4 separate regions of the Mus musculus genome follow, and regions 1, 2 and 3 are each linked to region 4. A link is a contact called in public Hi-C and HiCAR-type data. All regions are on one chromosome and are shown on one strand. The core of a region is the stretch at or near the end of the contact, and the rest is flanking DNA. Distances in the headings are between cores, read along the strand shown. Region 1 overlaps Hibadh (3-hydroxyisobutyrate dehydrogenase). Region 2 holds the start of Hibadh (3-hydroxyisobutyrate dehydrogenase). Region 3 has its middle 17 kb from the start of Tax1bp1. Region 4 overlaps Jazf1 (JAZF zinc finger 1).

Region 1 (5,274 bases), core at 1,655-4,154, 230 kb before region 4:
GATTTGCACAGAATAAAGAGATTACAGTAGCGTGCTTGAGATAGGTAATCACGGTTTAATTAATTAATAGCAGGCCTGGTTAGCTTTACTTTAATAACCACAAAGTGTTAAATAAAGGCCGGTGTAAGAAATGGTAATCAAGTAAGTTACTATTAACCCATCAACCAAGTACCCTAATGCTAGAATGATAAAGGCTCCACAATCATCCCAGCTTGTTCACACATAGGAACCTGTAGAGAGCAGTCCCCTCCCCTCAAACACAATACTCTCCTGGGTCTCTACACTCACTCCTCTGATTAAATGTTACTTCCTGAGAAAGACCATCCTTCACTCTACAGAAAAGGGCCTCCCATTAGTCTCCATCTCCCTAGTTAGTACTTTTATTTAAAGGCACTAATTATTGAGATTCCCTTTATTTGCTTACTCCTATCCCCATAAACATAGGCTCCAAGAAGAAAAGCCGAAGCCCTAGTATCCAAAGCATATTGAAATGTAACAAGAACTTACTAAACAGTTACTGTATGAAAAGGAAAGTGGGTTATGTCCCTTGTGGTCAAAGTATTACCAACATAATACAGAGCAAGAATATGCAAGCATAAAGCAATATACAATCATATAAAATTATATAAACACAGTACTTTGAATTGTAAGCTATTTTGTTGAAGGAAATGTAACCTTTCCTTTTTGTGTGCATGCAGATAAGAAGTGTAAATTTCATGAGTTATTGCGTGTGTGGAGTGGGCCAGAGTTGACATTAGAGGTCTTAGACCTTCACTCACTCTCCACTTTCTTTTCAGTGTGTGTGTGTGTGTGTGTGTGTGTGTGTGTGTCTGTGTGTGTGTCTGTGCGTGTATGAGTGCTTGTATTCAACAGCATGCCTACAAAAGCCAGGAGGACAGCATCACCTTGTCTGAGACAGGGCCCGGGGCTGGCCAGCCCATGAGTTTCCAGGGATTCTCCAGTCTCCACATCCCATCTTGCTTTAGGTGTTCTGGGATTATACACATGTGCTACTGCACCTAAACTCTATGTGGGTTCTGGAAATTCAAATTCTGACCTTTGTGCCTTTGTAGCAAATGTTTTACCTCCTGAGCCGGCTTTCCAGCCCCTGGTACTGAGATTTGTCCTTCCTTAAGACAATTTACTAACAGGGATAACAGTGGTAAGAGAATGGTGTGAACAGACCAACTTTCGTTCTTTGTTTAAAAAATACTTCTTGGGGGCTGAGGCGATGGTTCAATGGTTAAAAGTACTGACTGTTCTTTCAAAGGACCCAGGTTCAAATCAACATGACAGCTCGTAACTGTCTGTAATTCCAGTGCCAGGGGATCTGACACCGTCACACAGACATCCATGGAGGCAGAACACCAAGGTAAATAAAATGTTTTTTAAAAAATCTAAAAATACTTGCTAAAGAACTGTTAAATTTAAACCTAAATTCCAGTATTTCACATGGGATATTACAGAAATCATCTGAGGATTTCAGAACTTATCTTTAACATACATTTTCCATTTCCAAACTCAACACTCTTTCAGGTAACATAGAATCAGCTGTGTAAGTTAAATGCAGTGTTGGTTTCTCTATAAATATGCATACCAGCATATGAAGGAAAAATCAGAACAGGAACAGCCAACAGCTCAGGGAGACGTGCCTCTTCATGGCAACTGGCTAGTGTGGAAAGTGCTGCAGAGGAGATCCTGTTCTGCACAGCTCCTGGGAATGCTGCTACATTAGCGTACACTTTGCAACTATACAAATTATTACATGTTTTCCTACATTCTAAACTTCATGAAAGTATTCCTCTTTACACTATTCTGAATACTACAGTTTAAGAATGAGGAATGACTGCAGGAAAACCCAAAATGTTCAACATTAATCTTTAAATATTTTTATTTTACTTACTTATTGTAATCCCAGGCCTTGTGAACGTTAGGCAAGAGGCCCACCACCATCTTGAAAAGGGATAGGATGTGGGCTCAATGGTAGAGAAAGTCATATGTTTGATTCCCAGCATCATATATATATGAATCAGCAGGTAGCTTGGTAAAGCATGAAGAAAAGAAAGAAAGAACTGATTGATTCTTCATTAAGTTTTTATTAAATGTCCACTAAGAATATATACTGGAAAGCCGGGCGTGATGGTGCACGCCTTTAGTCCCAGCACTCGGGAGGCAGAGGCAGGCAGATTTCTGAGTTCGAGGCCAGTCTGGTCTACTGAGTGTGTTCAAGGACAGCCAGGGGTACACAAAGAAACCCTGTCTCGAAAATAAATAAATAAATAAATAAATAAATAAAAGAATATATACTGGAGATATAAATTTTTTTTATTTTTCTAAATAAGGCCTACACACGTCCAAGTCTAAGAGAAGAAACAAGCACATAAATGTAATACAGTAGTCCTAGTAATGGAATAGATGCTATGCTATGCACAAAAGAAAGAAGTGGACATAGCTCAACTGCTGCAAAATAAACAATCTTTTCTGTCCTTCAGCTTTCAGGCCCAATCCTGTCCAACCCCCAAGGGTTTATGTCTGGGAATGGGTCACGTCCCGGTCATATCAAGCACTTACTTCTTCCTCTGCAGGCTTGAGTAAGCACCAGGAGCTAGCTAGTAATCTCAAACAGGAAAAGCTCCCCAAACCGGTTCCAACCCACTCATTCTGTTGCAACTTTAATTTTTTCAAAACCTATTTTTAATGATGGCTCTTAAACACTTTAAGCTCCCTTCTAGCCCACCACCCAGCAGAGGTAGTGGGAAAGAAAGGATATGTGTTGTCTGGAAAGCAGCAGTTCAGTTCACAGGTTAGCAGAGGCAGCTTGATCCACTCACAAACTCTTCACAGATAGGGTCGAGCTAGCCAACATGAATCAGCAGCAGTGCCACTACCTAGCAGAGACAGCCAAGCCTCAGCCTCAGCTCGGGTGAGCAGGAGGGACCAGGAGGAATGCCAAGAGTTCTCTCAGGGAAGCGAAGACTCAGCAAAGACACCAGACCCACAAGTGTTGCACTGCTAGCTCTATACAAGCCAAACTCAGCCTCCATCAATGACTGTGAAGTCCTACATTTATACCCTTCAAACATCACATGTCTTGCCTCAGTACATGTGTCTGTCTCAACTGACATCCATCTGCCAATCCGCCCAAGTCCACGGAAGTGGCAATGAACTACAGCACACTACCAGAAGTTTTTTGGTGTGTTTCTCTCTATGGAATCTCAACAAATGCTCAACTACACAGTGTAAGGCGGACCAATACATGCGTGTTGTTAGCAAAGGCCCCCTTCATCATGTGTCCTTTCATGTGTTTGCTTTAGCAGCATCTCCTTTTACCTGTGTCTGCTTCAGCGAAATGTTCCTTCACAAGTCTGCCTTAGTCCTCCACCTGTGTCCATTTCAGGAAAATGCTCCTTCACATGTTTGCCCCAGCAAAACACCTTCCAACACAACTGACTTTCCAAAGAACTCTTAAGTTTCCACTTCATGCTCTCTGAGAACACAGGTCACTCTCCAACTAATTAGTAGGATGGGTCAGAACTTTCAGTTCTTCAAATTACACAATAATGTTTTCTCAACCAATTTCTCCTAAGTGACTGCAGAAGAAATGGAAAGCCCGGCTCAGGTTAGAAGCTGGCCTCTAGGGGTTAGAAGACAAGGCAGTTCCCTTTAGGTTCTCAAGATGTGACAGTACCTACCAGAGAGTAAGTAGCAGACAGAACTAGCTGTGGGGAAGACAAATTGTCAGAAAAAAAGCTATCAGAAAGAGACTGCCATGACAAGGACAAGGTTCTGGACAAAGAGAAGACACCCAGATACCACTAAAAGGAAGGAGCTCTGGCAGATAAAAGAAAAGCCAACCTGACCTAGAGACGGGAATCCTGTTCCCAGGTTTGCTAACCACCCAGAAAGCCCCAGGCAAGTCATTTAGTGGTTTTGAACCTCATTTTTCCATCTATAAAATAATAGAGTCAGACTACAGTAATTCATAAGGTTCCTTCTAATAATAAATGTCCATTCTAGGAGCAGAAGAGACACTTAAAAGCTGGACACACTACTTAACCACAACACTCATGAAAAAGCATAGTAACCTCTATTGACATTTACCAACTACTTCATCAGATCTGAGCAAATGTGGGTATTTCATAACAACTTGCCAAGTAACATACTCATTAGTGATCAGAAATATAGAGACAAGGTTAAAGAACTATTTACTACAATCAAACAGATTTCTATACAGAATCACTTTCTCCAGCTTGCTAACAAATCCTGGACAAGTATCTTGGTTACCTGACTCAACTGGGTCTATCATGTACTCAAATGCCATGACTTTTACTTTCTCACAATTGTATAGATAAGCAATTTGCACTGAGCCTATTGGACAGTGCATTGCTGGTCAGGTCCATGGTGACCAGTGAGGTTGCAGTCATCTGGCACGCCGACTAGGGCAGGATGGTCAAGATGGCAGACCCACACTCACCCATTCTTTGTGTGCCTATACAAGCTGGATCAGGCTGCTGTGTTGATGGAAGAATCCCACATAGAAAGAGGCACATTTTAGTGTTCAAAGTGCTTCCAAATCTCCTTGTCTAAAACATTTAATGAATCACTGTACAAAGCATGCCATACGGTTAAGGCCAATCCATTTCAGGAGTGGAAACAGGAGAGATACTAAAGATCAGTCATTCAATGTCATTACTGTAACAGCGCACCACATCAGTTATTTGCTATTTTAGCCGAGAAATGAGTTCACACTCTAAAGAGCATTCTTGATTTAACAACTTTTATTTCTACTTGCAACAAATTAAGGACACTGAGAAAGTTTCTAAACACAGCTGTGTTATAATAACTGTGAAGTAAATATCACACTCATATTCAGCTTTCCTACCAAACAGGTACAAGCTTGAAATAAGTTACTTAACATCTCTGTGTATTATTTTCACTTGATAAAGGGGGGACCACCACTATCCTGTCTGTTTTTCATAGTTGTTTTTCCACTTGAATTCAGCCTAAAATTTTAAACATTTATTGGACACTAACAATGTTCCAGTATTATACTAGACAGACTGAAAGGGCAGGCTCCCGTGATGTATAAAAAACTGTATAATTTTTTAAAGCCCTGGAAGTAATCCAAACGTTCATCATAGTAGAAAGGCTGGAGTATGGTTATTTATATAGACCATCACATAGCAGTTAAAATTAATGAACTACGAGTAATAAGTATGTAACAGCAAAACATTCATGTATTATATGTGCTCACTTAACCAAAGGGATAAGTAG
Region 2 (5,683 bases), core at 554-3,053, 200 kb before region 4:
GATTGTTTGAGTGTTTCAAAGACATCACTAAAGAACTTTTTCTTAAAATTAATTGTTCATAGACACATGCCTTTGGGCCAGAGCAGCCCAAGCACAAGATGGCTTGGTAAGGCAGTTTACCCAGCACCAGGGAGACAGGTCCTTCCTGCTGTCAGAGCATAGGATTATAAGCTTTGGCCTCAGACTCTCCTATCATGAATTGTAAGAACTTTCATAACCCTTAAAAGGTACATGAATGGTTCAAGAAACTATCATTAGTCACCTTGTAAAAACACTAAACAGCAAATATATCATCCTGAACTAATCAGATCTCAAAATGTTGTACACTGATAAGAAAACTGCTGCTCCCTTCAAAGTGTTTTTAAAAAGAAAAAAATTATATCCAAAATCATGTGTTTGCATCTGGCTAATCACAATTCCTTATCTGTCATCTGCTACCTATTGCACACAAATGCTCTTCCAAAGCAGAAAGAAATTTCATAAGTTTTTCCTGAGGGCAAAGACTGGGAGCTGCTCAGAAATCAACTCCCAACATATTTCTTACACAAAAATTAAAACAAGTGAACACAAGCACCCTGAATCCAGAGCCTCCTGCATGCTAAGCAAAGGCAACGGTGTTTTGTTTGCTAGTCCTGTATATGATAGTGCTAACCAGCACATTGTTAAAATAAACTTTTACATTTAAAAAAAAAAATCCTTCGGTATCTCCCACAAATCAACCAATTTTTTTTTTCAACACATGTTCCCAACAGGTTAACTGCTAGACAAGTAGCATATGAAAACCCTCATGGGAATTTTTCTTTATGGTCATGTCCACAGCAAATGAGAAACTGCATTCTAAAAGCCTTGGTAATGACCATTTCAACCAATTCTTAATTAAAGAGGTGTCTTGATGTCCTAGAAAATCCAAGAGTCAGGGAGAAACAAGGGGTACTTCCTGGATCTTGTTGGAGAAGTCCCAATTTACTCATTCTAAGGCCTTGGGAGATCCTCATGTGAAAAGCAGTTCTCAGATATTCATGTCGCTCTAAAAGCTTAAAACCTGGTCACTTTCCATACTTGCAGCACAGCATAGTAGTCGGTTAGGTTATAGACACAACTTTGAGGCAAAGAATTGTGGTTAATATTTCGACAAAAGTCCACCACTTTGAGGCAGCACAACTCCATTTCATAATGGAGTTCGCTCTGCTTGCTGGTCAAGGGTGACAAACTTTGCTGGATTTCTAGGATACCGCCATGCCACCGACTAGAGTAGTTAAAACACAAATTAGGCCTTGAAGTCTGAGGGAGCCCCCGCTTAGGGTGAAGCCAGGGAGCTGGAAGGCCAGGGGTCCCAGAGGTGGGTGCGGTGGGGTCACCTCTGGAGCTGAGCCCTCCAAATGTCCTAGGAGCCCCAAATCCAAAGCGCACGCCAGGGACCCAAACATTCCTCCCTTCATCACAAGCTGTTCCTGGGTCCCGCAGAGGAAACGCTGAACAATCTGGAGCCGGGCATAGGGCAGGAGTGGAAGGCTGACGGCTCAGGAGGCAGTTACAAGGGGGCCCAGGCCTAGGAGGCGACCACAATTGTCGCTTTTACCCTCAAACCAACCGCAGCCCTTCGGGCGAAAAGCCCTCCTCGGATGACCAGAGGAAGAAGAGCAGATGGGGCGCGAGGTCCTTACCCGCTGCAAGGCTGCCCACGGGCCGCCGCCGGCCGCTCCAGTACCAGAGGCCGGAGGCTGCTCCCCGGAACCCCAAGGAGGCTGCCATGCTGTCCCCCGCCCCGCCTCCGCGCCGTGACCTCCGCCGCCTCACACACGGCCTGTGAACTACGAGTGTGCGCAGCCGGGATGGCCCGCACCTCCGTAAGGACAGCTCGCGCACGCGCTCTCCTTGCTCGGCTTGGACTCCGCCCAGCGCGGGGCGGAGCACTGTGTTGAGAGGCGTGGCCGGAGTCGGGAACAGTCCAATCAGGATCCCGAAATCCATAGACGCCCTGCCTTGCCTCCGGCTCCTGCTGAATTTACAACCTTTGGGTGAGAGAATTCTTGTTTACCCAAAAGCTGAGGGGTGTGTGGGAGGCGGTGGCTGTCGCTCACTACCGCCTCCTCCGAGCACCTGCACTGAGCAACTGCCTCTTCACTGGGCTGCTAATTGTTTTTCTTCCTCCCAGACAAGAACCGCAGCTACTGCAGTATTAAAGGAAAGAGCAGAAATGTTGTGTTTCCTAGTATAGGGACTCATTTTTAACTTCAGTAATAAATACATGGACCTCCCAGGGTTAACATATATATTTTCAGCGTCTGTTGAAACACAATCACAGAATCTACCATGTGTGTAATAACTGAAATCTATGTGATATACAACTCAATGGTTTTTCCAGTCGTATTTGAAAAGTAGTAGGGAAGTAATTTAATAGCACTGTTCTCTTTGAAGAGTAGAATTTCTAGGAACTTACTGAGTTCCAAGAAATGCGTCAATGTTTAAAATTTTCTACAACCTGCATCTTTTGAACCCAAAATCTAATGGTACATTTAAACCCAGGAAGTAGTATATATGTATATTATAAAAACAGATATTTTGCTGATCTTTCCTTATTTGACTATTTGGTATATTTGGTGGCTTAAATAAGCATGGCCCCCATAGACTCATATGTTTGAGTGCTTGGCACATAGGAGGTGTGACTTTATTGGAGAAGGTGTGGCCTTGTTGGAGGAAAGGCATCACTGTGGAGACCAGCTTTGAGGTCTTACATATGCTCAAACGACAGCTAGTGTGGCACACAGTCCCCTTCTGCTGCTTTCAGATCAAGACCTAGAACTCTCAGCACCAACTCTAGCGCCACGTCTGCCTGGATGCTGCTATGTGCCCCACCATGATGACAATAGACTAGGTCACTGCAACTGTAAGCCAGCCCCAATTAAATGGTTTTGTTTTTATAAGAGTGGCCATGGTTATAGTGTCTTTTCACAGCAATGAAACCCTAAGTAAGACAGTATACATATTTGAATATCTGTTCCTTGAGGATAATCGCAAAGTATTCAATTTCCACTGGAGAATTTTTATCTTCAGTACACTAAAACAAGACTTGTAACCTTTGAAGAAAAGTAGGCCAAGAGGCAAGAATGGGGCTTGGGGGGTAGGGGGAGGGCAAGCAATAAGAAAACCAAGATGCCTACCTTCCATCCTCAAAAAAAAAAAAAAAAGCAAAACAAAACAAAATGACAAAAAACACCTGTGTTCGTCTTGTTTTAATTCATTTTCCTTGTGCTGCAGTCATCCTAAAAAGCAAAATCAAGGGATTCAAGTTTGACCTTTAAAAAGCAAAGTGCCTCTTCCTAGTCACCCACAGGGCTGATAAAAGGAAAACTAAGATTGTCAATTTTTTTTTTTTTTTTTTTTTGCAGGCTCAGGAGTTCTGGCATGGTATTAATGTTCCCAGGAACCCATACGGGAGTTCAAGGACCCATCTGGAGCTATAGGAAACCAATTCCCTTCTAAACAGTCCTCTGCCCCACCCTAAAAACAGAAAAGAAAGTCAGATGTAAAGAGAAAGTAAACAAAACAAGTATAAACAAACAAATAACATCGTAGCTACTGGATAGTCTTCGATTTGGTGCTTCCATCCCTAATAGGGCTAATTGGTTTCTGAAGTATTTCATGTCTCTCTATTCTGGTTTCTTTAGGTTTTACTGGAATGGATTTTCTGCAAGCAATAAATGTGTCCCTACAGGTTTCTATATTTAACTGCTGAAGTGCAGTCTGCTTCCCAGCTCTGCCGACCCCCACAGCAGAGCTGTTTACGACACGAGACAACACATCAATTCATCTCCGCGGCTCCTTGAGTTAATATCCCAGTCCTCCTGAGATTTTACGCCCAATCAGATTGCTTTTGTCATTTTTATTGTGAGCTACTGTTTTTGTTTCTCTGGGTTGTTTATGGGGCTCTTTTCTTGAAAATGAGTTATTTCTTACAAAAGGCCGACTCTTGTGAACACCATCCCCCTAGGAGTAGAAAGAATAAGGGACTGTGGGAGAGCAAGGGAAGCACCTCTTATGTGTGGTTTGGTTTAGTTTGCTTTGGTTTCACTCTGGCTATGGAACTCATCCAATATTGAAAGTTTGATTCTATTTGTTTCAGTGTCACAAAGGGCTAAGTCATAGTTTTAATTTATTCCCATATCCTGCAGACTATTGTCTCCTTCCAGAAGCGCTGACTTGCTTCACAAAGGATTTTCAAAGGTGGCTTTTCCTAAGTACTGCGACTTTGTTAAAATCCTTACGACTTGAAGGTTGTATTATATTTGAAAGGCAGTTTACTGTCTATGGTTAGACTTGCGGGGAGTTGAGGAGGCTAGGATTTAAGACAGGGATTGGCCTGGAACTTGCTATGTAAACTAGGATGGCCTGGAATTCCTAGAGATCCACCTGTATCTGCCTCCTGAGTGCTGGGCTTCAAGGTGTGCATCTCTGCACCCTGCCCATCCCATGACTCTTTACGTACCTAATATATCCCAGACCCAGAGCTGGAGGGACCAAATGAGAGAACCAGAAGAAGCCTTGTTAGGTCTCAACCCTGGGACAAATGGCTAGCTGAGGTGCTGAGGGGCCTTTTAACAGCAAAGCGGATTCTGGCTATCAAGTTCTTCCAGCATCTCTCAGTTCCTATTAGGGTCACCCTGGCTGGTATACCTAGCTCTCCACCTTAAAGTCTCCAGCCCAGGGACTGACTGGCTGGGCTGCCCTTCCAGCAGCTGCTCTTCCCTACATAACCCAACCATTCTGATTACACAGTCCTTTTACCTTTTGCCTCTCCCTTCTTTTCCCCTCTCCCCCTTGCTCCCCTCTTCCCCTCTCCCCTCCCCTCTCTCCTTTCTCTCCCCTCCTCTCTCCTCTCCCCTCTCCCCTCTCCTCCCCTCTCCCCTCTCCTCCCCCTCTTCCCCTTTGCTCTCTCCCCCCTCCCCTCTCCTCTCTCCTTACATGGCCCTGCTCAGTACACTGGTCATGTCCTCTCTGGACGCTCCCAGATGTCTCTGCCTCAGCCTTCTATCTGTAATAAAACCCTCCACCCCTACGAAGCAGTCATGTCCTCCTTTTATTTCTTTTCCTCGTTCATCCCTGAGTAAAGTTCTGAGAGGACATGTGCTGTTGATACGGGTACAGCCATGTCAAGGACCCTTAGCCTCAGCCCCATGGGAATGGCAAAGCCTTCCCAGGGTGAGACCAAGAGGGAAAAGACAAAGCCTTACTCTGAGGTCCAATTGTGGGTGTTAATAGTATGTCCAGAAATGTCCACCATAACTTTCTGCCCTGGATATTTATGGCCTGAAGACCTCACCCCAGTAAGACTGTTCCTGCTGAGATTAGATGTTAGCTAGACCCCATTTTCTTTTTTTTTTTTTTCTTTTTTAAAGATTTATTTATTTATTTTCTGTATATGAGTACACTGTAGATATACAGGTGGTTGTGAGCCATCATGTGGTTGCTGGGAATTGAACTCAGGACCTCTGCTCTCACTCCGGCCCTACTCTCTCCAGCCCCGATTGCTCCAGCCCAAAGATTTATTTATTGTTATATGTAAGTACTGTAGCTGTCTTCAGACACACCAGAAGAGGGCATCAGATCTCATCAATGATGGTTGTGAGCCACCATGTGCTTGCTTGGACTTGAACTCAGAACCTTCAGAAGAGCAGTCAGTGCT
Region 3 (5,541 bases), core at 2,948-5,447, 140 kb before region 4:
AAAGGGTGAGTTTATTTAGCAGTAAGCCTCTAAGAAGACAATTATATCTGGTCAATAAAAGTTACTTTTTACATAAACCTATGGGCAGCTCCAGTGTGGCCAGACACTAAAGGATTCATTCACAAACTATGCTGTCATCGTATGCTGATACACCAGTGGAGTGGATGTGTGAACTGAGGCTGTAGACAACGGACACAGATGAACCCTGGAAACATTCTGTTGATTGAAAAAGAAAGGAAGATACAGAAAACTACATTAAATACGATAAAACTTTTATAAAGCACAGAACAATGGAAAAAAAAACAAGACAAAGTTTAACTTGATATACCTACTTGCTAAAATTACTTTTAAAAAGGTTTAGATGCTGGGCGTGGTGGTCCCTGCCTATATTTCCCAACACAGAGCCAGAGGAGGAGGAACTTCAATTCAAGAGTAGCTTGGGCTACAGAGGGAGACTTGATCTAAAAGAATATCTATCAAGTGCTGGGTAGTTCAGTAGCATAGTGTTTGCTTAGCATGCACAAGGCCCTAGCTTGCACCCCTAATGTGTGGAGAAGATAGAAGGGGTGGGGTAGAAAGGATGGAGGTGAGGGGGAGAACAGAAAAATAAAACCAGGGGCTGGTGAGATAGCTCAGCGGGTAAGAGCACTCTTCCCAAGGTCCTGAGTTCAAATCCCAGCAACCACATGGTGGCTCACAAACACCTGTAATGAGATCTGACTCCATCTTCTGGTGTGTCTGAAGACAGCTACAGTGTACTTATTTATAATAATAAATAAATCTTTGGGCCAGGGCGAGCAGGGACTGAACGAGTGGGGTTGACTGGAGTGAGTGAGGCTGACAGGAGCGAGCAGGGGTTGACCAGAGTGAGCAGAGGTCCTAAATTCAATTGCCAACAACCAGATGAAGGCTCACAACTATCTGGACAGCGACAGTGTGTATTCATATTCACAAAATAAATAAATAAATCTTAAATAAATAAAGAAAAAGAAAACCAAAAATTTTAAATGGCAGTTACTTCGGAAGATGAATCAGACTAATAGAAATCTAAAATAGGTAGATGAAAGAAATTGATAATATTTTAGTTCTTTTCAAGTTGCTTGTGCCTTTTATTATTATATTATTTCTAATATCAAATACAAATCATGTGGCTTCTTTTGTATGTGTCAAACCAGGAAAAGAAAGTGAGCTAGCTAGCTAGCTTGGGATGGAGTTAGGTTTTGTGTCTGCCATCCACCCAGCCATCTGCTGGTGCCGGCAGGAGAACACTTCGGCATCTGGAGGCTGTTGTTTACTGCGTCACGGGTACCAAGAGGTGAGTTGGTCCCCTAAGTGAAAGATAACTAACTCATTCAAAGTTGGAACTACCCAATATATATCCAATCATTACACACACAGAGTGGACACCACTCAGGAAGAGCATACTTTATTTGTATTTTAAACATCCTATTACTGTTTGACAACATAGTGATCTCACCAAGACGTACTGGGGATTCTAATGCATTCTTTTACAGACAATTTTCTGTATGCTCCTTGTACAGCACCAAGTTGCCAAAGGTCATGCCTTAGGCTCACTTAGACTTCTCCACAGGCGTGGAGACGCACATGCTCAGCTATACACGTAGGATTAAAGTGTGATCGCCCTTGGCCTCCTATGAGTAAAGTCACAAATCTCAGCAATCTTTCTGGTCTATGGTTTCTGAAGTCCTGGCAGCCCTTGCCATCTGTAAATGGCTAAGTTCATTCATTCTAATTAAGTGTCAGAAACGAACATTGAAAACATACAGAGCTCCCTTTTCCTTAATGAGGAATATTACCAGCATCTGAGCTTAAGCTACGTGCCAAACACAGTGCTTGTGCTGGAGTCTAAGGCGGCAGACTGTTTTGAAGGATAGTAAAAGAGCTTTGAAAAAGAATTTTTCATTTTAAGTAAGTTTTAGACCATAAAAATCTATGCTTGCTCTCTTTACAAGGAAAAGGAAGACTTTGTAAATCATCTTGAAGATATGATTAATATTAATAACAGTTATTTTGACAGTCTGAGTTTTGCTTTATGTTGCCAATTAAATGTTTTCATCATGAAAGTTAGATAATTGCTATCTCTCCATTCTACTTTCTCTAAATTAGATAGTGTCAATAATTGATTCAGGCTATGATGGTAATTTTTTTGCAAATTAAAATAATAGCTTCTAATGAAGCCATCACCAGCACTACGCCTTCCTCCCTTTCCCTCTCACTATCCAACCCCTCCCCTCTCTCTCTGTGTGTGAGAGAGAGAGAGAGAGAGAGAGAGAGAGAGAGAGAGAGAGAGAGAGAGAGAGAGTATTTTAAGAATGCATATTCACATACACATGTGTATAGAAAATTGTTGTTATTTGGCTTTTGGTTTCTTCTTTTAAAAAGATTTATTTTATGTATATGAATACACTGTTGCTGTCTTCAGACACACCAGAAGTGGGCATGGGATTCCATGCCACCATGTGGTTGTGAGCCACCATATGGTTGCTGGGAATTGAACTTAGGGGAGGCCTTTGGGAGAGCAGTCAGTGCTTTTAACCACTGAGCCATCTCTCCAGTCCCAGCTTTTGGTTTCTTGGGGCAGGGTGTCCTGTAGCTCAGGTTGTCTTGGAACTCAAAGTATAGATGAGGAGAACCTTAAGCCCCTGACCTCTCTCACCCCACCCCCCACTTCCAATAAGTGTTGGGATTATAGGCCTGCATCACCATGGCAACTGGAAACCATATGTTAAAAACACTGCCTGCTTGAACATGTAAGAATTGATTTATAAAAAAATAAACTTGCTAATGAATTTTTTGTTAGATTAAGTCACAAGTAGTTTTCCAGTCTTTTGATTATTATTTAAAATGGCACACAGAGCGTGGCATATGCATCATTTTATAACCCAAATTTCTAGTCTCTCTTCTAGGATGATTTCTTATATAGTTATTAGTGTCTCTCTGCATAAACTCTTGACTTTTAGGCACCACGATGGCACTATAGTCAGTCACTTATTCATTAATTATATTACATGGTAAGGCCATGGTGATGAATGAAACAAAATGTGATCTTTTAGCACATAGCAACATTAACTACTGATAGCAAAGGATATTAGAAAATAATCATGAAAACTAATGAAACTATAAAGTATGAATAAACAGTAGGTGTATAGTGTCAAAAGAGTGTAATAGGGGATGGGGTTTGATGGTGAAGGCCTGAAATTCCAGCTACTTTGTAGGCTAAGGCAAGAGGACAGCAAGTTCAAGGCCTGCTTGGGCAAGTTAGTGTGACCCTGTCTCAAAATAGTGAGAAAGAGGGCTGGGGACATAGCTTAGTGGCAGAGCATTTATCCAGCATGTAGAAGGTCTTAATGCTCTAAAAGAAAACAATTACAATGTGAGAATTCTAAGTTAGGGTCTCAGGAGGCTTCCCAAAAGATGTGTTATCAGATATGGGGAAGAGCAAGCAGAGAGAATTGCCCATCCGAGCTAGGTGTGCTGGCTGTAATCCTACTTCTGTGGGGGCAAAAGCAGGAGGGTCGTGAGGTCAAGGCCAGCTGTATTACACAATGAATCCCTGCCTCAGAAAAAATTTGATCATTCGAACTTCTTTTTCATTACAATTCTTTTTAATTACTGGTATTTACTCGTAAAGCTACTATAGATTGCTTATCTTAATTAAACTCACAAAAATGGACTACATATTGTTTGATGAACACCGTGGAAAGGTACTAAAATAATATTCTTACCTTCTTGAATTTACTTAATTTGGAGAAAAGCTCGAGATGGTACTATAAAGATTTGATGAGCAAAATAAGCCATTTGCAAACATTTCCCTGGGTATATGGCATCCATTTTAGGCTTTACAGAATGAAGGTGAATTTGAGCACAGACACAGGGGGAAAAAGCATTTTGAAATACATCCTAGAAACTGCGTTACTGGGGTTTTCTAAGAGGAAGTGGCCAGAGCTGGACAGTTAGATTGTAACCAGGCTGTGGCAGTTCTTGATCACCATGCTGAGATATTTGTGCAAACTTCTGACAGCAATGGATGATAACTGTGTGTGTCTGCTTTGCTCAGCGTTCCCAGGAACATGGTTCTGAGCCAAGGAAGTGATTAACGCTTGTATCCCTCTGTCTCTGTCTGTCCCTTAAGCAGGCTGAAGGTGAGAGGAGCAGATTATATGCATTTGGAGCAGCCCACAGCCTGTGTCCTAGAGTCACCTCTCTTGTTCTACTCACGCTAATAAGCCCAGTACATCCTGTTAGTCTAACTAACAGCTGTTAGTTTCTGTTTCTTCCTGACCTGTGAGTAGAAGCTGGGCCATAAAAGAAGGCCTAAATCTCATATATTCTGTTTTGTAAAAGACTACATTTGTTTCCAATCAGGACAAAACAAAACAAATCACTAATCAGACAGCCACCCTTCCAACTTCCAGGAAGAAATATTTAGGCATCTGTAAAGACAAAGCAAGTGTACGGAAACATTACCAGCTGTGCTCTGTGGACTTCTGTGATCCTGCACCAGGGATGCTGAGGGAGAAGAACTGAGTTTAAGCCTCCTTGAGCCCCATACCAAAATTCCATCTGAAAACTGAGACTAAATCAACCAAATAAACAAAACGGATGAACACACACACACACAAAATTACTAATTATTGAGTCTGGGTGACAGTATGCAGATACTCACTGTACAATTATTATTCTGCTTTTCTACATGTTTGAAATTGTTCATAATAAAAGGTTAGAGAGGTTAGAGAGAGTTTTTATTACAAAAAATCCTCCTAGTAGCCAAAGTCCTCAACATATAGTAAGGAAACCAATCAACTCCAGATCATTAGGGGAAAATCTTTATTAAAAAGACAGTAAGTGTTGCTAGCCAGGGGGCACACACACCTTTAATCCCAACATTTGGGTGGGAGGCAGAGGTATGTGGATCTCTAAGTATGAGGCCAGCCCAGTCTGTAGAGCAAGTTCCTGGACAGTCAGGGATCCACAGAAAAGCCCTCTCTTAAGGGAAAAAAAAAAAAAAAAAAAAAAAAAAAAACCAGGAAGTGGGTAACTCACAAGCCTTGGGGATGGCTTGAAAACCATACTGCTAGGCATGGCTCATGAAGAACTAGTCACTTTGTCCCTAGTGACCACACAGCTGATTCTTCTGACCCAACTGATGCTGCTGTGTGTCCCATTGAGGCCCAGGATCATCTGCCAACACGCTAAGTTTATAGAGAGGACTGGAAGACAGTTTTATTGGTAAAGTGCCTGCCACACAAACCTGAGGACCTGAGTCTGATCTCCAGCACCTCTCTAAAAGCAGACATGGTGGCATGTGCTTGACGTCCTAGTGCCAAAGGGCAGAGACTGGGACACACTGGCCAGCCATCATAGCGTAAAGGGTGATTGATCCCCAGGACAAAACACCCTGTCCCAGTAAACATGGTGGGTGGCTCCTGAGGAATTACATCCAAGGTTGCCCACTGGCATCCATACTCACGTGCATACACATACATGTATGTACCTACTCATATGCAAATGTTGGCTTTT
Region 4 (5,244 bases), core at 56-2,555:
GTGACTGAATGCTTGAAAAGACGTTAAGCCGTGCTGGAGGAATGACAAGTGCCCTGGACTCACCTAGCACTTGCTGTACATTACACTCAGGATGTTTTAAAGTGCTGGGACCTCGGCTTGATCTTGAGACTTCAGCCTCTCGTGGTGGCTGATGCCTCTTGGGGCACAAAATTATGTACATCGTTAAAACTTCATCAAGTAATAATTCTACTATGATTGTTAACATAAATAACAGCAGTAAATAAGTACACAGTGATAGATCTGTTTCCGTTCTATCCAGAGAATTGCAGTTCAGCTCTGATGTGTGAACTCAGGACATTATTCCCACTGCTAACTGCCACTCAACTTCCTGAGGGTGGGTCTTCCTTCCATTTAAGGTTAGCACATTCCTAGCTAAACAAGAGAAACAGACCAGCTTCAAACAGGACTCATTCACACAGGGTGAGGTCTACATACTCAGGGGTCACGTGACCGGGCAGGCAAGTTTCTGCCTTCTGCTGTTTTTCTTCCTGACAATAGAAGGAAAAACTGTTCTTGTGAAAATTAATTAAGTTTTGTTCATACGGAAAAAAGAGGCCAATGTGAACAGAAACAAGGGCCTCTCGCAGGAAGAAGTCCTTGTCATTCTCAGTGGTGCAGGACAGCTTTCTCATCTGACCAATGTTCCCCTCACCTTTCCACCAACAACAAACGTATCGGCTGCTAAGATACACTGCCACGATATGATTGCTGGGAAAATACATGGTGTAATACCAAGCACTCTAAATACCCGTAAGTGGAAAAAGACATAAACGACCATTTTAATTACTTTCCGCATGTAAAACGCAGCTGTAGTAATGTTGGCAGGTCTCACCTGCCCTGTTTTAAATCTGTGACATGAAATCATGACACTTAATTAAGTCTTAATGCATAAAAATATTTTTATTTACTTTTTATGGAATATCAGCATTTAAAGCTTTCTATTTATGTAAGTGCTTTATAAATTACTTGAAATACTTAAAAAAAAAAAACCCTGAGTACTACTAATCAGCAGTTATAAGTACCAGTTTCAATTTCATTAATTAAATGCCTTTTTGGTGGACTCCTGCTGCTGTGTGAACTAGCTCTAGGCTATGAAAGTAATGAGTCCGGACAGAGTCATCTGATCTCACACTTGGTGCAAAACGCAGGGAAAGGCCTTGCCCACAATTCCTAGCCTGTTTACCAGACTGCAAGCAGTCGGTCTGACTGTTGGAAGCATTAAGAAGCCTCAGGCTTTGCCCTTCCCCCTTCTGTAGTTTCCCAGTTTCTGATTTTTAGAAGGATTGTCTCAGAAAATATGGTATTCTAGCGCCCTCTGCAGGCCGCAAGCCTGTCAGCCTCTTGCCAGCGTGGCTTTTCATCAGCAGAAGTGGAAGCGAGGGATATCACGATTATTAGAGCCCAGAGGCAGAGCTCACTGGAAGGATGTTTCCTAAGGGCAGGCTGGCACTGGTTATTCCCCCCCCCCAAAAAAAAGCCTTAGGAAAACCCTCCTTTGCTGGCTTGTTCGGGATGTAAATTTCTGTCTTCAAAGGACATGGCAGAGCTTTAGGGGACTGACTTGTTTTTTATTGTCGATGTCCTAACAGTTCTTAAGGTCTGGAAGAATACAGGCTCTGACTGATCCCTCAGAGACTATACGGTGCCTGGGCTTAGGAAGGCTAGTTAGGGAGAAGAAGAAAATAGAAGTCAACTGTGTGGGCACAGCTGAGACTTGCTCAGCCAACGTCTCATTCTCATGAAGTGGCAACTTAGGAAAATGCAGGGGCTCTCTCAAGTGTTTTAAGGAACTTAGCATGGATTTTTAAAGGGCATTTTATATTGATTTTAAAACATTTTAGATGGGGTTGATATAAAACATTGCTGAAAGAAAGCTACTTGTAAAGATAAAATTGTGGCGGTGGGGAGGTGGAGAGACATCTCTGGGGTTAAGAGAACCCACAGCTCTGGAGGAGGACCTGAGTTCAGCACCCGTGTCTGGCAGCTCACAACTGCCTGCAACTCCAGCTCCAGGGGGTCTAAAGCCTTCTTCTGCACGCATCTGCCGCAACACTCACCGATATGCATGCACATAAATCAAAAGAGATAAAAACGAGCAAATGTCAAGAAAGTGACAAGAAAACAAAGGAAGGCCGTGGCTCTGATGGAGAGGCACTCCCCAGGCCACACTGTGAGCCTTGGAGTCTGCTTGACTATCAGCAAACAATCAATAAATAACCTTTTTGTTCATTTTCTTCTACCAAGTCTTGCTATAGCTATAGCCCAGGTGGTGTTGAGCTAAAGGCCCTCCAGACTTCTGGGGTTACAGCTGCGTGCCCCCACAGCTAGTCTGAGAGTCTCTCAGGAGACTTGTCTTTCAAATAGTTTTAAGTCAGCATAAGTATTAAAAGGTACTGAATTAGTTTTCTTAACAGTTAAGAGCATTAATTTTTTTCCTTCCAGTACTGGGGACTGAACTTTGGGCCTCAGGCACAAAGAAAGCACTCCATCAATGAGCTGAAAGCATTCACTTGCAATGTGGAACATTATCCCATATATTCCCTTGTAGTGAAGTTATACAGTGTAGGGTCATTTATAAACCTCTTGAATCATAACGAGACCCATGCTTTAGCCAACTCACAGAGGTGGATAGACATCTCACACACAGGAACTCTTACCCAGGCAGTCCACAATGAAACTGAAGAAATGTCTGTGTTAAACTATCCTTTCATGGTGCTGTGGTCATTTAACAGGCTTTCTTGAGAGACTACAAGGATACCAAGGAGGCAGGGGTCTGAGGGCAAGGTTGCAGTTTTGCTGGGAGCCTGGGGCCTGGCAGCACCTTCACCCAGAGGATATTCAGTGCTTCAGACAAGATCAGTATGTCCTCAGGGGAACGGACCAGAGATTTTGGTTCCAATAAAATGACACTTCCAAATAAAAACTCAAAATGAAAATGTTGAGCTTCCAGATTTGTTAAATTCAGGAACAAGGGCTCTCAGCAGGACCTGTCAACAGCCCGGGTTAGAAGAGGGCAGCTGCTGCTGCGGTGTAGCTCAGCATACCCATCCCAAACATCCCAAGTCAGCCACACACCATTCGTCCAGGCTGGAATCTGGCTGCCAGACTGGTCCCCAGCTCGGCTTATCTCCCACTGGGAGGCTGAGGCAGCCAGGAAGGAATGGCGGTTTTCCAGCAGATGTGGTCTGCTGAAGAAGGGCAGCCCAACCCAGGCTTGGCGCCGCCACATTTATGGTCCTTCCTCCACTTCTGCTTGCTGCCTGCTGCCCCCTCATTGCTTGCTGGCAGCCCCAGCCAGGGGACAGGTGATGAGGATTAAGCCTAGCGTATTTGCATATCCTCAGCCTAGGGAAGGAAATTAATACCACAGTGACATGATTTAGTGGCTAGGTTTATACAGTGGAAAACGCTGCAGCAGTTGTGAGCTCTGGGAGACCAAGGAAGGCATGGAAGGCAACGTGTTTGGCAGGATGGGCTAGCTCCCGGTCAGTGGAAGGAGCACGAAGAAATGGATCATTCTGAGGAGAAGTGGTGTCCAAAATTCACTTGCAAGTTACGAATGGGCACAGGAAACTATTTTTGCCCGCTTTTTTGCTGGGTGGGGTGGACAGAGGTGGGGCTGACCGCCATCCTCACCTCTTCAGAAAGGCCCTGTTATGGCAGGATAGGCCTTGGGCCACGCTCGGGCCACACTCTGCCCACTCTGCAGCCAACTTCAGACCTTGTCTGTCAGGCAAGTATTTCAGGAATGCCAAAGACATTTTCTCTTTATAACGAGAACGTAGAAACAGTTTTAGCCTCTCCCCGAAGTTTAGGAGAAAACAATTTGCTCCCAGCACACGTTCATTTGCCCAGACTACTTTCCTTCAGGAGGGCAGCAAGGGGGTGCTTTCAGATGAGTATTTAGACAGCCATAACAGGCTGTAGCTGAAGCAGGCAAGAAGGCAGTTATCATTCTTTCAATTCGCTGTCATCCAAAGGTACTTTTAAAAAATGGATGCCATTAAGAGCTTCTCATTCCCATGAACCCAGTCCTGCAGTGGGTACATTTCTGGGCAAACATAAATTGCTATATCGGTGCCCACTTCCCACAACAGCAGTGAGTTCCCCTCTAAGCATAACCTCAGAATTGCCTAGGACAGAAACAGCATCATCACTCAGGATGATGGCCAATAATAAAGCAAGCAAGCTACTTATCAACAAATGCCAGAACACACATTAAAAACAGGGCTGTCTTCTTTACTGCTGCCATCTAAGGTGGCCAGATACACTTAAAATTGGCATGTTGCCAATTTATTCTCCAAAAACATCTTTGACATTTTCTTAAAAAGAACTTAGGCCGAGCTTTCCTGTGATTAAATTTGGAGAGTAAGATGTGCAATTCAACCCCAGAACCCCTTGGACCAGAATCCACAGGGCTAAAGATACTGAGACCAGGTAAATTGAAGTTAAGTGTGGATTTCAACAGCCATCAGAACAGAAACTCCCCCAAGAGCACATCTCAAGTATACAGCTGAAAATACTTAAAAGCCTTGATGTGTGTGAGCACTGTGCATGCTGAGGCCGGGGGTGGTGGTGGTGGTGGTGGTGGTGGTGGTGGTGGTGGTGGTGGTGGTAGGGTTGGCGGGGGCGGGGGGAGGAGGCGCCACACACCAGGTGTCCTATCACTACCACCTCAGTCCCTTGAGATCGTCTTTCACAGAACTCAGGAGATCCTGCTTGCCTGTGAATCTGAACTCAGTTATGCTCCTGCAGCAAACACTCTTACACAGTGAGCCTCCTCCTCCTCTCAACAGATGCTTTAGACAATAAGAGGATTATTAGCATATAAACATCTCACGCTTTTACAGGTTAGCAGGGTTTGGTTGTACATAGGTATTTTGGCATATGTGCCTATTAGGCATTATTTGTGAATAGTAAACTAAATTCCCATCAGAGGAGACCCCAACTATCCCGGCCACTGGAGGCACAGTATCTTCATTTTGAACGGACACTTGGGTGGCTCTTGGTGTTGAGGAAGAATTTTCTACAATACTCGGGAACCTATATTCCTATATATTTCATTACTGTAGCTGTAATGAAACACCATGACCAAGAGCAAGTAAGGGAGGGAAGGTTTGTTTGGCTTACACTTCCTCAATACACCACTTCCTCAATTACACTTCCTCAATACATCACTTCCTCAATACCGCTCATCACTGAAGAGAGTCAGGGCGGGCACTC

Evidence for each region. A called contact is a pair of places that touch in the nucleus more often than the background predicts. HiCAR-type assays count read pairs that join an accessible place to other places.
Region 1: a Hi-C map of uterus shows a contact between it and region 4, with 2.4 times the contacts expected there. The contact joins two enhancer-like sites. A contact is called at or near these places in 1 of 15 datasets of contacts at CTCF or cohesin (pro-B cells), 26 of 484 Hi-C or Micro-C datasets (the 3T3-L1 cell line, the AML12 cell line, the HPC-7 cell line and 18 more), 2 of 115 datasets of contacts at active chromatin or transcription factors (astrocytes and embryonic stem cells) and 1 of 9 other capture datasets (embryonic stem cells).
Region 2: a HiCAR-type map of fibro-adipogenic progenitors shows a contact between it and region 4, with 4 times the contacts expected there. The contact joins the promoter of Hibadh here to the enhancer-like site in region 4. A contact is called at or near these places in 11 of 39 promoter capture datasets (the 3T3-L1 cell line, 3T3-L1-derived adipocytes, the C10 cell line and 7 more), 2 of 15 datasets of contacts at CTCF or cohesin (CD8 T cells and large pre-B cells), 18 of 484 Hi-C or Micro-C datasets (3T3-L1-derived adipocytes, the AML12 cell line, the AtT-20 cell line and 13 more), 11 of 115 datasets of contacts at active chromatin or transcription factors (the 230-238 cell line, DN3 thymocytes, astrocytes and 7 more) and 5 of 9 other capture datasets (adipose tissue, embryonic stem cells, liver and 2 more).
Region 3: a contact with region 4 is called in a Hi-C map of rod photoreceptor, with 3 times the contacts expected there. The contact joins two enhancer-like sites. A contact is called at or near these places in 2 of 484 Hi-C or Micro-C datasets (CD4 T cells and rod photoreceptor), 3 of 115 datasets of contacts at active chromatin or transcription factors (embryonic stem cells and pancreatic cancer cells) and 2 of 9 other capture datasets (bone marrow-derived macrophages and embryonic stem cells).

The regions. Positions count from the first base shown.
Region 1 is chr6:52,607,242-52,612,515 of GRCm38.p6, forward strand. All of the region lies in intron 4 of Hibadh (3-hydroxyisobutyrate dehydrogenase), which reads right to left. Among named protein-coding and RNA genes, the nearest start is that of Gm33047, 30 kb to the left of the region's middle. Within about 2 kb of position 2,905, at least 29 of the 459 cell types and tissues checked have an H3K27ac peak or open chromatin away from gene starts, as enhancers often do. A contact at or near this core is called in uterus, where this site is marked.
Region 2 is chr6:52,638,497-52,644,179 of GRCm38.p6, forward strand. It overlaps Hibadh (3-hydroxyisobutyrate dehydrogenase), which reads right to left and starts at 1,804. Exons shown (of 8, transcript NM_145567.1): 1 at 1,665-1,804. The coding sequence starts at 1,752. It overlaps LOC115490472 (a small nucleolar RNA gene), which reads right to left and starts at 859; the gene lies at 738-859.
Region 3 is chr6:52,694,179-52,699,719 of GRCm38.p6, forward strand. No RefSeq gene overlaps it. Among named protein-coding and RNA genes, the nearest start is that of Tax1bp1, 17 kb to the right of the region's middle. Within about 2 kb of position 4,198, at least 62 of the 459 cell types and tissues checked have an H3K27ac peak or open chromatin away from gene starts, as enhancers often do. A contact at or near this core is called in bone marrow-derived macrophages and rod photoreceptor, where this site is marked.
Region 4 is chr6:52,837,601-52,842,844 of GRCm38.p6, forward strand. The region is part of intron 2 of Jazf1 (JAZF zinc finger 1); the gene reads right to left. Among named protein-coding and RNA genes, the nearest start is that of Gm52903, 26 kb to the right of the region's middle. Within about 2 kb of position 1,306, at least 51 of the 459 cell types and tissues checked have an H3K27ac peak or open chromatin away from gene starts, as enhancers often do. A contact at or near this core is called in the AtT-20 cell line, adipose tissue, bone marrow-derived macrophages and 6 more, where this site is marked.